Linked DNA regions of Capra hircus: region 2 is linked to region 1. Evidence: chromatin contacts called from public Hi-C data. All regions are on one chromosome and are shown on one strand. The core of a region is the stretch at or near the end of the contact, and the rest is flanking DNA. Distances in the headings are between cores, read along the strand shown.

Region 1 (7,193 bases), core at 2,066-4,565:
CTTAGCCTCGGTTACGTTACATATAACAAGTGCTTACTACTGATAGATGTCAACAGTACCTAACATCATTGCATTCTATACTCTCAAGGAAATGCTATTGCTTTGGGAGGATGGGAAGGTCACAAATCCCTTTGAGAGTTTGATTAAAACCTATAAAACCTACCTCTAGGTACCTCCCTGATGGTCCAGTGAGTAATAAGACTCTCTGAGCCAATACAGTGGGACCTGGGTTCCATCTAGTCGGGGCACTAGATCCCAAGAGTGGCAACTAATACCTAGAACAGCTTTAAAAAAAAAAAACCTTCCCTCTAGATACAATAATGAAGCTAAACACAGGCACACATCTTTTACACATAAATATTGGATGGTCACTGATAATTTGAGGACTGACCAGAGTCACCAGGTTAAGAGCCCTAAGGATAAGGGAGAAAAACAAGGCTAGAAGTTGGCTGTCAAGAGTGCCTGGGGCAGGGGCTTCCCCGGTGGCTCAGTGCTAAAGAATCCACCTGCCAATGCAAGGGACAGGGGTTTGATCCCTGATCCCAGAGGATCCCACACGCCACAGAGCAACTGAGCCGTGCACCGCAACTGCTGAACCTGTGCTCTAGAGCCGGTGCTCCGCAGCAAGAGAAGCCACTGCAGCTAGATTAGTCCCCGCTTGCTGCAACTAGAGAAACGCCCTTGCAGTAACGGCGACCCAGTACAGCCATAACTCATCTTTGGATAGTCAAGGGATTTAAGCTGGCTGTGGGATGAACTGTGAAAGAAAAGAACAAAATGAAAGAACATCTAACCGTTTCATGAAAGATTTTGTCTTAAAAAAAAAAAAAGAAAGAAAGAAAGAAAGTTTAAAAAGATCAATAACGCCTGGGAATGACTAAAGCGACTCAGCGGGTTCAAGGCTGCCATCTCTAGTTTTACAGCGCCCTCTGGTGGTGACATAGAACGGTTGCGTAGGATTCCCAGGCCAAGGGGGAGAATTTCAAGATTCCGAGTCCAGGCTACCAGGCTCTCTCAGCACCTCGGATGGCCTTTGTCTACTTTGTTCTGTCATCTTCCCCACAGCCTATCTCTGAGGAATTTAAAATATCTTGTCCCTTTGAAATGTTTCCAAGGCAAATTGTATCACTGAGCCCACAGGTAGACTGAGGGTAGTTTTAGGGGAAGGGGTAATCAGCACCCTGCGTGCGTGCTAAGTCGCTTCTGTCGTCTCCGACTCTTTGCGACCCCATGGACTGCAGTCCTCCAGGCTCCTCTGTCCATGGGATTCTCCAGGCAAGGATACTGGAGTGGGTTGCTGTGCCCTCCTCCAGGGGATCTCCCCAACCCAGGGACTGAACCTGTGTCTCAAGTCTGCTGAATTGGCAGGCGGGTTCTTTACCGCTAGCACCACCTGGGAAGCCCAATAAGCACCCTGCTGCTGCTGCTGCTGCTAAGTCGCTTCAGTCGGTCCGACTCTGTGCGACCCCATAGACAGCAGCCCACCAGGCTCCCCCGTCCCTGGGATTCTCCAGGCAAGAACGCTGGAGTGGGTTGCCATTTCCTTCTCCAGTGCATAAAAGTGAAAAGTCAAAGTGAAGTCGCTCAGTCGTGTCCGACTCCTATGGAGTGGGTGCCATTGCCTTCTCCGAATAAGCACCCTAGTTCGCCACTTTTCACGAATTTGAAATGTGGCATTGATTACAGCTATCACTGCGTCTCATTATGTTAATAGTTATTACAATCTTAAATATTTCATGTTCTTAAATATTTCGTCAATGGGAGTAGTTGACACTGGCAAATCATTTTTCTTTCCTATGCACAGTTTTGTTTACCTTGTAGAATGTGCCTTATACGTCTCTACTGCCCTGCTGTTATAGCCCCAAATTAGAAAAATATCATCAATGCCTCAAAAGTGCTTCCTTGACTCATAAAAGCGGCGATGAGGGTAGTAATAGGGATCTGACAACTCAGAACAATGCCATCCATAAAGTGTGAGCAGCATTCAGTGGGGTATAATATGTCCAAAGGGGCTGCGATGAAGGAAAATATGAGTGATTATTTCACACAATAAGAAAAAGAGAAACTGCAAATAGGAAATACCATAAACATTAGCTGGAAACTGGAGGGTTTGGGAGTCTTTTTTTTTGGCCACACTATGTGGCATGTGGGATCTTGGTTCCCTGACCAGGAACCAAACCAGTGGAAGCCTGGAATGGAAGCATGGAGTCTTAACCACTGGACCACCGAGGAAGTCCCAGAAGCTGGGTTTTGTTGACGATTCACCCCGTCCCCAGTGCATTATCAACTCTAAAATGTCAAATCAAGGCTCAAAGTCATCAAAACCTGCGTACTGGTCACAGGTTAAAGCCTACTGATTTTTTTTTTCCAGAATAAGCCCAATATAGCATTTCCCAGGATAAAAATCTAATTTCTTGGTAGAGATGGAAAAAGGCCCCCAAATAGGCCCCCCAAAAGGCCCCCAAAAAGGCCCCCAAATAGGCATATCACTTCTAGTTGCCCTCACTCTTCAGAGCAACAGAACAGAAAAGACACAACAGAAAATACAGACGAACCAGCTGTGGAGCTAGTGATATAAACACTTGGCAAGAAAGCAGTTTGATGAAATGCCACTGCAGGATGTCCTAGAACAATGGCACGCCGAGTTCATGAGCAATCGCCGTTAGGTGCAGATGCCAACATTCAAGTCTCCAGGTGAAAAGTTTCATATCCAGACTATGCAATAGCTTTTAGAAAGGGGAAAACATAGATGATGGCAAAGCAGTCACCGAATTTTTGTTCTGCTTCTCTCTAAAATGTTCTACTGCCAGAGGAAAATGTTTTATTAGAGGTTATTTGGTAAATGAAAAAGATACCTTGGAATTCTAACAAAGGAGATTTTCCGACCCTGTTTCAGTTTCTCCCTCTGAAAAGTGGGAATGATGCTGTTAACAGTAATAATAATGCCTGTTTCCTATAGAGGTGGTTAAGATTAGCGAAGAACTACACAGAAAGCAATGCCTGGCATATCGAAAACACTCAATGGGGACTTCCCTGGTGGTGCAGTGGCTAAGACTCCGGGCTCCCAGTGCAGGGGGCCTGGGTTCAATCCCTATTTAAGGAACTAGATCCCACATGCTGCCACTAAGAGTTCGCATGTCACAACTGAAGACCCCGCATGCTGCCACAGAGGTCAACACCCAGCAGTTAAAAAATTAAGGAAGTACTCAATAAAGGTGAGTTATTGTTATCATTACATGAATGTTGGTTTGAACACTGCTGAATTCAGAGAACCATTGACAGTCCTCAACATGTGTCCTGAACCTAATTCAGTGTTGGAGGAAATAGAAAACATTTTCATCGTGAGTCAAACTGCAGTCACGAAGGCTACATTCTTTTCAACATGGTCATAGAAATAGAAGTACAGGAACCTGCTTCCTTCTGCCAAGCCCTGGGAAAGTACATAGATGCTGGAGGGCAGAGGAGTTCACATCAGTTCTGTTTTGTTTTAGCATTTTTACTGAGATACAATTCACATAGCATAAAATTCACTTTTTTTTAATTTAGGTGTTTTTTTTTTTGGCCACACCGCATGGCATACAGGGTCTTAGTTCCCTGACCAGGGATCAAACTCTTGCTTCCTGCAATAGAAGTGTGGACTCCTAACCCCTGGACCACCAGGTAAGTCCCCAAATTCACCATTTTAAAGTGTATATTTTTAGTATATTCACTCTGTTGTACAACCATCAGTGCTATCTAATTTCCAGAACATTCCTATCACCCTAAAAAGAAACCCCATACCTATTAGCTGTTAGTCTTAAATTCTCTTCTTCCCCCAACCACTGGCAACTGCTAATCTACTTCCTGTCGTCTATGGCTTTGCCTGTTCTGGATATTTCCATATAAATGGCTTCTTACACTAGGTGGTCTTTTCTCTCTGATTTCCTTCACTCAGCACCATATTCTCAAAGTTCATCCATGTTGTGGCACGTAATAGTACCTGACTCCTCTTTACAGCTGAATAATATTCTGCTGTATGGATAGACCCCATTTTGCTTATTTATTCATCGGTAGATGGACATTGGATTGTTTCTGCTTTGGGGCTATTTTGAATAATCCTGCTGTGAACATTCATGCACGAGCATGTGTGTGAATGAATATTTTCAATTTTCTCAAGTGTACGTGAATGAAATTGCTGAGTCAGATGGTAATTCTGTATTTTACCTTTTGAGGAACTGCCAAACTGCTTCCCACAGCAGCTGAAATATTTTACACTCCCAGGAGCGATGTATGAGGATTCTACTTTCTCTACATTCTCACCAACACTTGTCGATGCTGTTGTATTATAATTATATATTATAAATTATAATTATATTATAATTATTATAACTATCCTAGTGGATGTGAAGTAGCATCTCATTATCATTTTGATTTACATTTCCCCAGTAACTAATAATGTTAAAAACATCTTTCCATGTGATTTTTGGCCATTTGTTTACCTTCTTTGGAGAAATACCTATTCATACCCTTTGCCCAATTTTTTAACAAGGTGATCTTTTTAATATTGAGTTGTAAGAGTTCTTTTCATAGTCTGGACACTAGCTCCCTATCTTATATATGATTTGCAAATATTTTCTCCCATTCTGTGAACTGTATTTTCATGTTCTTGTTTGTGTTCTTTGACTGCAAAAGTTTTATTTTTGATGAGGTCCAACTGATTTGTATATTTTCCTCCTTGATTGCTTGTGTTTTTGTTCTCGTTTCTAAGAATCCATTGCCTAATCAAAGGTCGCACAAACTTTCATATGTTTTCTTCTAAAGTTTTCTAGTTTTAGCTCTTACATTTAGGTCTTTGATCTCTTTTGAGTTCAGTTCTTTTTTTTAAAGATTTTTTTGTAATGTAGACCATTTTAAAGTCTTTATTGAATCTATTATATACAATACTGTTTCTTTTTTGTGTTTTGGTTTTCTGGCCTCAAGATGTGTGGGCTCTTAGCTCCCCAGCAGGGGATGGAAGCTGCTCCCCTGCGCTGGAAGGTGAAGTCTTAATCGCTGGGCCACCAGGGAAGTCCCTTGAGTCAAGTTTTGTTTCTGGTATGAAGGAAGGGTTCAAATGCATTCTTTCGCATGTGGATATCTAGTTTTACCAGCATTTTTTGTTGAAAAAGCTAATCTTTCCCCCATTTAATCGTCTTGGCACCTTTATTGATCATAAATGTATGAGTTTGTTTCCGGACTCTCAATTCTGTCCCATTCATCTATGTCTGTCCTTATGCTAATTTCACACTGTCTTGATTACTGTAGCTTTGTCACAAGTTTTAAAATGGGCAAGTGTGAGTCCTTCAACCTTGTCCTTCTGTTTTCAAGATTTTACTGGTTATTCCTGGTTCCTTGCAATTTTGTATGCAATTTAGGATTAGCCTGTCTATTTCTGAAAAAAGAAAAGAAAAGAAAAGCGGTATTAACAGAGATTTCGTTGAATCTGTAGATTGATTTGGTGAGCATTGCCATCTTAACAATGTTATATATTCTAAACAATGAACAAGGATGTTCTTAGATTTGTCTAAAAGTCCTTAATTTCTTTCAATGTTTCAGAGTGTATAAGACTTGCACTTATTTGGTTAAATTATTCCCAAGTGTTTCATTCTTTTTGATGCTATTATAAATGGAATTGCTTTCTTAATTTCAGATTGCTCATTGCTGGCAAATAGAAATGAAACTGAAGTTTATATTGATCTTTCATCCCTCAGGTTTGCTGAACTTACTTATCTCTAATCAGGATTGGGTTTTTGTTTTTCGTTTGGGTTTTTTTTAATCAATTCTTCAGGGTATTTTTTTTTTTAATAAATAAGACCATATCATCTGAAAATAAAAAGTTTTACTTCTTCCTTTTCACTATATGAATTTTTGAAATGTGGGGTCTTCCCTGGTGGTCCAGTGATTAATACTTTGCTTTACAATGTAAGGGGGCATGGGTTTGATCCCTGGTCAGAGAGCTAAGATCCCACATGCCTCACAACCAAAAAAAAAAAAAAAACATGAAATGTGGGATGACAATAAATAAGAATACCAATAAAGAGCATTTCTCCAATTGCATATAAAGAAAACTGAGTGCTGCAGAATTGATGCTTTTGAACTGTGGTGTTGGAGAAGACTCTTGAGAGTCTCTTGGACTGCAAGGAGATCCAACCAGTCCATCCTAAAGGAAATCAGTCCTGAATGTTCATTGGAAGGACTGATGTTGAAGTTGAAACTCTAATACTTTGGCCACCTGATGCGAAGAGCTGACTCATTTGCAAAGACCCTGATGCTGGGAAAGACTGAAGGCAGGAGGAGAAGGGGACAGCAGAGGATGACATAGTTGGATGACTTGATGGACATAAGTTTGAGTAAACTCTGAGAGTTGGTGATGGACAGGGAGGCCTGGCATGCTGCGATTCGTGGGGTCGCAAAGAGTTGGACATGACTGAGCGGCTGAACTGAATTGAACTGAACATTGGCATAAAATATCAGGATTTCTTAAAGCTAAAACTCTGGCACAGTTGCCTCATCAAAGTTTTACTATGTCCCAATATTTGATTTCTCTGAAAAAGAAATTAAAAACATATAATTAGGAGAATTTTTAAACTACTTTGATAAAATGGAAAACTAACACACACATACACACACACAACTTGTAATTCTGCATCAGAATGAGAAAGTGAAATGAAAGTTGCTCAGCTGTGCCCGACTCTTTGCGATCCTATGGACCGTACAGTTCATGCAATTCTCCAGGCCAGAATACTGGAGTGGGAAGACTTTCTCTTCTCCAGGGGATCTGGCCAACCCAGGAATCAAACCAGGGTCTCCTGCATTGCAGACGGATTCTTTACCAACTGAGCTATCAGGGAAGCCCTTCAGAATAAGAAGTACTTTCCAAAGCTGAGCCAAGTCAAGGATTGGATAAGGAATCCCCAATTGCCCCCACCTTCCCTGATGGCTCAGGGCTTCCCTGGTGGTGCAGAGGTTAAAGCGTCTGCCTGCAATGTGGGAGACCTGGGTTCGATCCCTGGGTGGGAAAGACCGCCTGGAGAAGGAAATGGCAACCCACTCCAATATTCTTGCCTGGAAAAGCCCCAGAAGAGACTGGTGGGCTGCATTCTATGAGGTCATAAGAGTTGAACACGACTAAGTGACTAAACCACCATCCAGTTAAAATAGTCAGTCTTTCAACC
Region 2 (6,799 bases), core at 948-3,447, 190 kb before region 1:
GCAGATTCTTTACTACTTACTTTTTACTACTGAACCACCATGGAAGCCCTTTACTGATTTATTATTTATTTATTTGGCTGCTCCAGGTCTCATCTGTAGCATGTGGGATCTAGTTCCCTGACCAGGGATTGAACCTGGGCCTCCTGTATTGGGAGCACAGAGTTTTAGCCACAGGACCACTAGGGAAGTCTCAAGATTTTCATGCCCTATAATCTTAGTGGTCAAAGCTTTATTTTCTTATAAAAGGGAAAAAAAAAAGGTGTTGATTTGGAACTCTCCCAGGGACTTGAAGAGAAAGAATATGACATCACAAGGATGGAGGGCACCAGGATGTCCTCAGGGACACCCCAGATGCCCATCACAGGATCATACAGAGGCCTGGGGAACACTGGGACCCCAGATGAAAAGGGGGATCCTCCAGGGATTTTAATATATCCAGGACAAGGGTTCTCGAAGTGTGGTCTTGGGACCTGTGGGATGGGGTGGTCCTGGAGGCCCTTTTAAGAGGTCTATGTGGCCAAAACTATTTTCCCACGACTTTTTCCCTCTCGTTCTCTGTGAGTGCAGTGGAGGTTTTCAGGGCCTACGTGACACATAGCACTGCAGAGGTCAACAGGATTCCAACTGTCTTCTGTCAAGACAGCCAGTAAAGAAATTTGCAGACACATAAAACATTGGTATTCTCACTCCTTAACTTTGTTTTGGAAAACAGATTTTTTCATCTTTACATTAATATGTAGCGACTTCACTATTGGTATTTTTTAACGAACTAACAAGGGTCTCTGATTTAATTTCTAATCTGGTAAATATCACTAGATAAGTGAAAGTGTTCATTGTTCAGTCGTGTCTGACTCTGCGACCCCATGGACTGCAGTTCTATCCATGGGCTCCTCTATCCATGGGATTTCCCAGGCAAGAATACTGGAGTGGGTTGTCATTTCCTTCTCCAGGGGATCTTCCCTAACCAGGGATCGAACCCAGGTCTCTCACCTGGCAGGCCGGTTCTTTACTTTGTGAGCCACGAGGGAAGCAATAGAATACATCAATAGATACAACCCCTTAGCAGATCTCAGCACCTTCGGTAAAATTTAAGAGTGCAAAGGCATCTAAGACGTCCAAGTGAGAAGCACAGGTCTAGTGGTGGAGACCCTGCCCAGGCAGCTGATTGGGGTTGCAGTCCTGGGCACATCTCCTGGCTCCCGTAAGTCTTGCTTGCTTTGTTTATGAAAAAGCAGTGACAGTACCTTCTGGGGAAATTTCCCCAGGAAAAAACGGATCTGGAAGTCAGCCCTGTGAAATATACAGATCCCTATCCAAGAGTGACTCTAAGAACACAGAGAGCAGTTGGAAGTGACCCCCAGGCTGCCAAGCCTCTGGATGGGGGTGAGAGGGTTTGGATCTGGCAGCTTCCAGAACAATCCTTCACAGGTAGTGGGTACATGACCCAGGTCTTCGCTGTGAGTCCCACAGCAGGCACCCCAGGGAACACCCTCTGATCACAACCCTTGTTGCAGTTAGGAGCCTTAGCAGTAAACCAGCTGCCCACCACCGCCCCCAACGCAGCCCTGCAGGGAGCCCACCCAGGCTGAAAACCCTCAGAGGACCAGAGCCCAGCACCCAGGAACTCCTGGGGTGAACAAGGGGCATCCAGACAGCAATCACCAGCCTCTCACACACAAGAGAGGTCTGTTCCTCACTCTGGGGGCTCAGGGCGAGTAGGGAGAGAAAGGAATTCCCCTCCAGCCCTCGAGCTCTCCCATCAGAGCACAACAGGGGCTTTGTGCGCGGTCCGGCTGCCAGGAGGGCGCCTACCTTCAGCAGCAGCCTCCCGCGGCCGTCCCAGTCTATCTGCAGGTCCTCCCCGAAGCTGAGGTGCAGGGAGGCCGTCACAGTGTGCTGGATCCGGAGGTCACCTGGAACCAAGCAAGGTCGGGATTCAGGCTTGGGGTATGGCCAGGGCAGAGGGCAGCAGGCAGATGGGCTGTAGAGAGAGGTGGGCTTTGTCACAGAGCACTGTGGCAATGAAAGCAGTCAATTAGAGGGCAGCTGGTGGTGGCCATGAGGCTTACAGAGGGTCTCAGAGGAAAGGTGGATCAGGGTGGGTGCAGCGCAAACTGGGCTCCACGTAGAAGGAGGTGCCTCTGCGTCGCTCCAGTAGCCTGCCATTTCCCACACTGCCACGAGGGGGCAGTAGAGGCTCCTGCATCCTCAGCTTATACACATGCCCTGAGCCGGGACGGGTTTTTCACTGAACCTCTTCTAACCCCTTTATCATTCCCTGGGCTGTGGCACATGCTTCCAGGCTGAGTAACCCAGTTCTCACCGCTGAGCAATGCTGTGAGCAAAGCTAAACCTGAGGTTTTCTCTAGAGACGACGTAAGAGGCACACCTCTTATCCTAGAGAACATAGGATCTCATGGGAGACACACAGCATTAAGCACACACAGACAAGCTGTGGACCCACTGGCCCAAGTTCACCCACTCTGTGCAACAGGGGGATGCTGAGCCGTGAGGTGGCCAGTGGTCATAAGGAAGAGGGGCAGGGTACGGGAGCCCCTTTGAGAGTGAAGGTTGGAATCATGCTGTGGGTAATGGTGCATTGCCGCCTGGCAAAGTCACTGACTGAGCAGGGAGCTTTCCCCAGAGGTCACAGGGTCACCTGGCTTTGCCCCATGATGTCTTGGGGTCTGACCCATCACCAGCCACCCCACCATCATTCAGCTCATCCTCCTCCAGGAAGCCTTCCTTTCTTGCAGCATAAATTCAGACACCAGCCTGTCCTCCAACAATAGCACTCCCTCACAGTCTCACAGAAGAGGCGGCAGTGAGGGGTGGGGGTGCTGAGGGCGAGCTGGGTGGGGGCCTCCAGGGGAGGAGGGCGCCCACCTTGCAGGAGGGGAATCTGGACGTCCTGGCCATCCAGGGCAACTCCACCCCCGTGCTTCAGCTTCAGGAGGCCGTGGTGCGGGCTGGGCAGGCGGACGGTGACGGAGCGGGTGCAGACCGCATCAGGGTCGTCGGCACACTGCCAGGAGGGGCGTGCAGAGGGGTGTCACCACCACCCCCAGCCCAGCCCCCAGCCCATGCACTCAGGGAAAGACCCCAACCAGGCAGCCTCAGCTTCGCTCACTCGGAACCACTCTCTCCTCAAGACTCTAGGCCCAAAGGGAATCAGGGACCCGGATCCTCAAGGAGCCCTGGGCGCCCTGTCTGTCCTCCTCTTTGCTGGGTGGTCCAGAAGAAAGAAGTACACATGGAGTCACCTTGGCCCTCATCCCCGTGGGCACCCCAGGGCTGCCTGGCGGGCTCACCTGAACAGTCTCTATGACGACGGAGAAGGAGTGGTCCTGGCAGTCCTGGGCCAGCAGGTACTGGCAGACCCCGCTGAAGGTGAAGTGCCTGTCGTCAAAGCTCTTGAAGTGGGATTGTCCTGTGATGAGACACTCTCCTGGGGGGACAGGGGGAGGGGGGAGTAGGTATCCCAGTGGGTTCCCTGCGGGACAGGGGGAGGGGAGAGGGGTGTCCCAGTGGGTCCCCTGGGGGTGTCCCAGTGGGGGGCACTTCCTGGGTTTCTCCCCACCACGGTCTAGAGAGGGGCCCCACAGGAGGACTCTACTCAGGCCCCACTCCTCTGGCCATGGGAGGTCAAGGCCCAGTGGGTCAGTCCTGAGCCTCAGGGTGTGAAGTCACACCCAGGGGGCTGGGCTGCGGGGGGTGGTGACGCTGGGTGGTGACGCTGGGTCAGAAGCCAGGGTGAGCTCCAGCTCTGGGCTCTGGGCTCACTCTGGCTCCCAGCCCTCCCCACTGCCTCCCTGGGTTCTGCTCTGCTGGGGTCAGAAGCCTTTCTCTGCACTGTTATTATGGGGGCTCCCCCCAACCAGGAGAGTCCCTGAGGGCGAGAAGGCAGAAAGCCAGCCCAGAACAGTGATGGGGCCAGCAGTCCAGGGGCCGGGATGCTGTCCTCACCCCCTGCCCAGCCGAGGGGCAGTTCTCAGGCTTCTTCATGGGCAAATCCCTGCTGGGACTTCGGCGGGGCCAGTGGGGGCCCAGGACACCATCTGCCCACTATCTCACCACCGCCCAAGCCAGCTCCCCAGGCAGGCTGACACAGCTGGGGTTGGCAGCGAGGACTCCCCAGCATCACCCTGCAGCCCCAGCCCTCGACTTGCCCCAGATCCAACCGCTATTCTGTCCTCCCAGGCCCCGAATCAGCCCATGGTGCAGGCCCAACACACCCTGGACCACAGACCATCTGTGGGGGGCAAGGGGTCTCTGCCATCATCTCCAGTGATGCCTGCTGGCCCCACCCCACTCAGGGCATCCCCATCTTGGGGCCCACAATGGCCCCACTGAAGCCCAAGCAGTATCTGGAGTCCTTCCCAGCGCCCCTCTCCGCGTCCCCTCTCCACCTTCCCCTCTACAGACAAATAACCAGGGACACAAGCCATGGCTGTTCCACAAAGTGGGAGCCCTTCTTCCCGGCCCTGTCACCCCCAGCCTGCAAACAGCAAAGACTCATCCTCCATGGCACGGATCTGCTCTGCACCCCAAGTTCCCCCTAAGTGGGCCCTACAGCCAGCTCCATCTCCAGGGGCTGATGCTGGGCCCTGTCACACAGTCAGGAGTCCCCAAAGGCCTAAGGCGGAGGGCGGGGGGGTGCCAGCTGCCCACCTGTCAAAGACCAGGCTTATCAGCCCCTGACTACCACCTCATGCCTATATCTGCACTGAAAGGCACAGCGGGCATGGGGTGGGACCCCAACTTGGGGTCTCCAGGTGTGGCCCTGCCCTTGGAAGTCAGGGGGAGGGCAAGTAGCCCCCAGACCTCCATTAAAACCCTTAATCAGAGACTTCCCTGGCGGTCCAGTGGCTAAAACTCCACTCCCAGTCAGTGCAGGGGGCCCAGGTTCCATTCCTGGTCAGGGAACTAGATCCTGCACGCCACAACTAAGACCCAGCACAGCCAAATAAATCAATATTTTTAAAAATAAAATAAACAACAGAGTTGGGAGGGCTTCCAGATTGGTGAGCTTATCTACACTCAGGAGGTGGTGACCCCCGTTCCACGGGGAAAGAAGCTCCTGGGCTCAGGACCTTTCCAGAGCTTGCCCTGTGTACCTCTTCATCTAGCATTTGTATCCTTCATTTTTTTTTTTGTAATAAACTGGTAATAGTAAGTGTAGTGTTTGCCCAAGTTCCGTGAGCCATTCCAGCAGTTCCCATGGCTGGTATGAGAAGTAGGGACGCCTGGTTGCAGACCTTCACCTCTGGGTTCTGCACTAACCCCAGGTAGCCAGGCTCAGAAACGCAGTGAAGTGTAGGGCACCCAGGTGGCATCCAGTAAGTCAGAGAATTGGCTGTTGTGGGGAAAACACGAATGCATGGTGACAGAACTGTGAGCAGAAACAAGTCATGACTTCCCACTGCACTGTCCCCCAAGAAGGGCACGAATAAGGGGTCACTCTGTGGAAGTCAGAGCATAACGAGCAATGACTAGGGGCAAGGGTGGGCAAGGGTCACCCCGGCTGATTGCAGCCAAGCTGGAATGCCAAATCCACAGGTGTCACGAGAAAGCCTTTTTTAAAAAGAGGCTTGTTTATTTGGCTTCATCGAGTCTCAGCTGTGACGCGTGGCCTTAGTTGCTCCGCGGCATGTGGGATCTTACTTCCTCGACCAGGGATCAAACACACATCCCTGCATTGCAAGGCAGATTCCTAACCTGGACCGTCAGGGGAATCCCGAAAAAGCCTTTCTGACAGGGATTTTTCAGATGCTGTCATCATTCCACAAAGTGACACAGCCCTGTGCATCACAGGTCTTGGCCCCGTCACAGGGAAATGGGCGGGAATGCTTCCCCCAGCCTCTCTGTTTTCTCAAGAGCACTCTAATCTGAGTAAGAAATTGGACTTGCCTTATCTCTGACAATGGCTGACAATGCCCAGGAAAAGAATGGTCAATGAGAGAATCCGCAAACATTCAAAAGCAAAACCCTGGGGCCTGAATCTACTCCTCTGATTTGATTTCCTGCTCTGACCTTCCCTGATGGGCATCCTTAAGTTTTCCGGGAATCAGAAGTCTGAATATTGTATTTAGCTTATCTCCTTGGTACAACTGAGAGATAGGGCTGCCTCACAGGAAACCCAGGAACACAGCCGTGCTGGAGAGCCGTGAGCCCAGGGGGCTGGAGGAGGAGCCAAAAGGATGGGCTGCACAGTGACACTCACCCAAGCCCTGCCCACAGCTTCCCGAGAAGACCAAGTTCTGCCAAGAGCATGCCCAAAACGTTCCCAGCCACTTGGTCAGCAAAAGGCAGCCGGACATGCCACTGGCCACCACTGGACGCAGCAGGTAGGCAATAAAGGTTTGGGTCGTCTCCCGCAACTTCCAATTAGCTTGATTTCATGGGGATCCTGGACACGTGTCTGTGTGTGTGTGTGTGTTAGGCACTCAGTCATGTCTGACTCTTTGCGACCCCATGGACCATAGTCCACCAGGCTCCTCTGTCCATGGAATTCTCCAGGCAAGAATACTGGAGTAGGTTGCCATTCCCTTCTGCAGGGGATCTTCCCAATCCAGGGATTGAACACAGGTCTCCTGCACTGCAGGCGAATTCATACTGTCTGAGCCACTGGGGAAGTCAACCCACATGGCAAGTACGAAATAGAGGTCAGGCAGTTGTGAGTCTGAGTCTGTGAGTTGTGAGTTTGTCTCTGTCTTATAGCAGCTGTGTGACTCTGGGTGAGTTACTTGACCTCTCTGAACCTGTTTCCTCTTTTGTAAAATGAGAATAAATTGCACCT

The links. A called contact is a pair of places that touch in the nucleus more often than the background predicts.
Region 2: a contact with region 1 is called in a Hi-C map of blood, with 10 times the contacts expected there. The contact joins two enhancer-like sites. A contact is called at or near these places in 2 of 5 Hi-C or Micro-C datasets (both in blood).

What each region holds. Positions count from the first base shown.
Region 1 is chr5:102,987,958-102,995,150 of ARS1.2, reverse strand. No RefSeq gene overlaps it. Among named protein-coding and RNA genes, the nearest start is that of PLEKHG6, 18 kb to the right of the region's middle. Within about 2 kb of position 3,315, at least 2 of the 5 cell types and tissues checked have an H3K27ac peak or open chromatin away from gene starts, as enhancers often do.
Region 2 is chr5:103,172,734-103,179,532 of ARS1.2, reverse strand. VWF (von Willebrand factor) reads right to left here. Exons shown (of 53, transcript XM_018048607.1): 12 at 3,312-3,448; 13 at 2,887-3,025; 14 at 1,813-1,913. Among named protein-coding and RNA genes, the nearest start is that of VWF, 66 kb to the right of the region's middle. Within about 2 kb of position 2,197, at least 4 of the 5 cell types and tissues checked have an H3K27ac peak or open chromatin away from gene starts, as enhancers often do.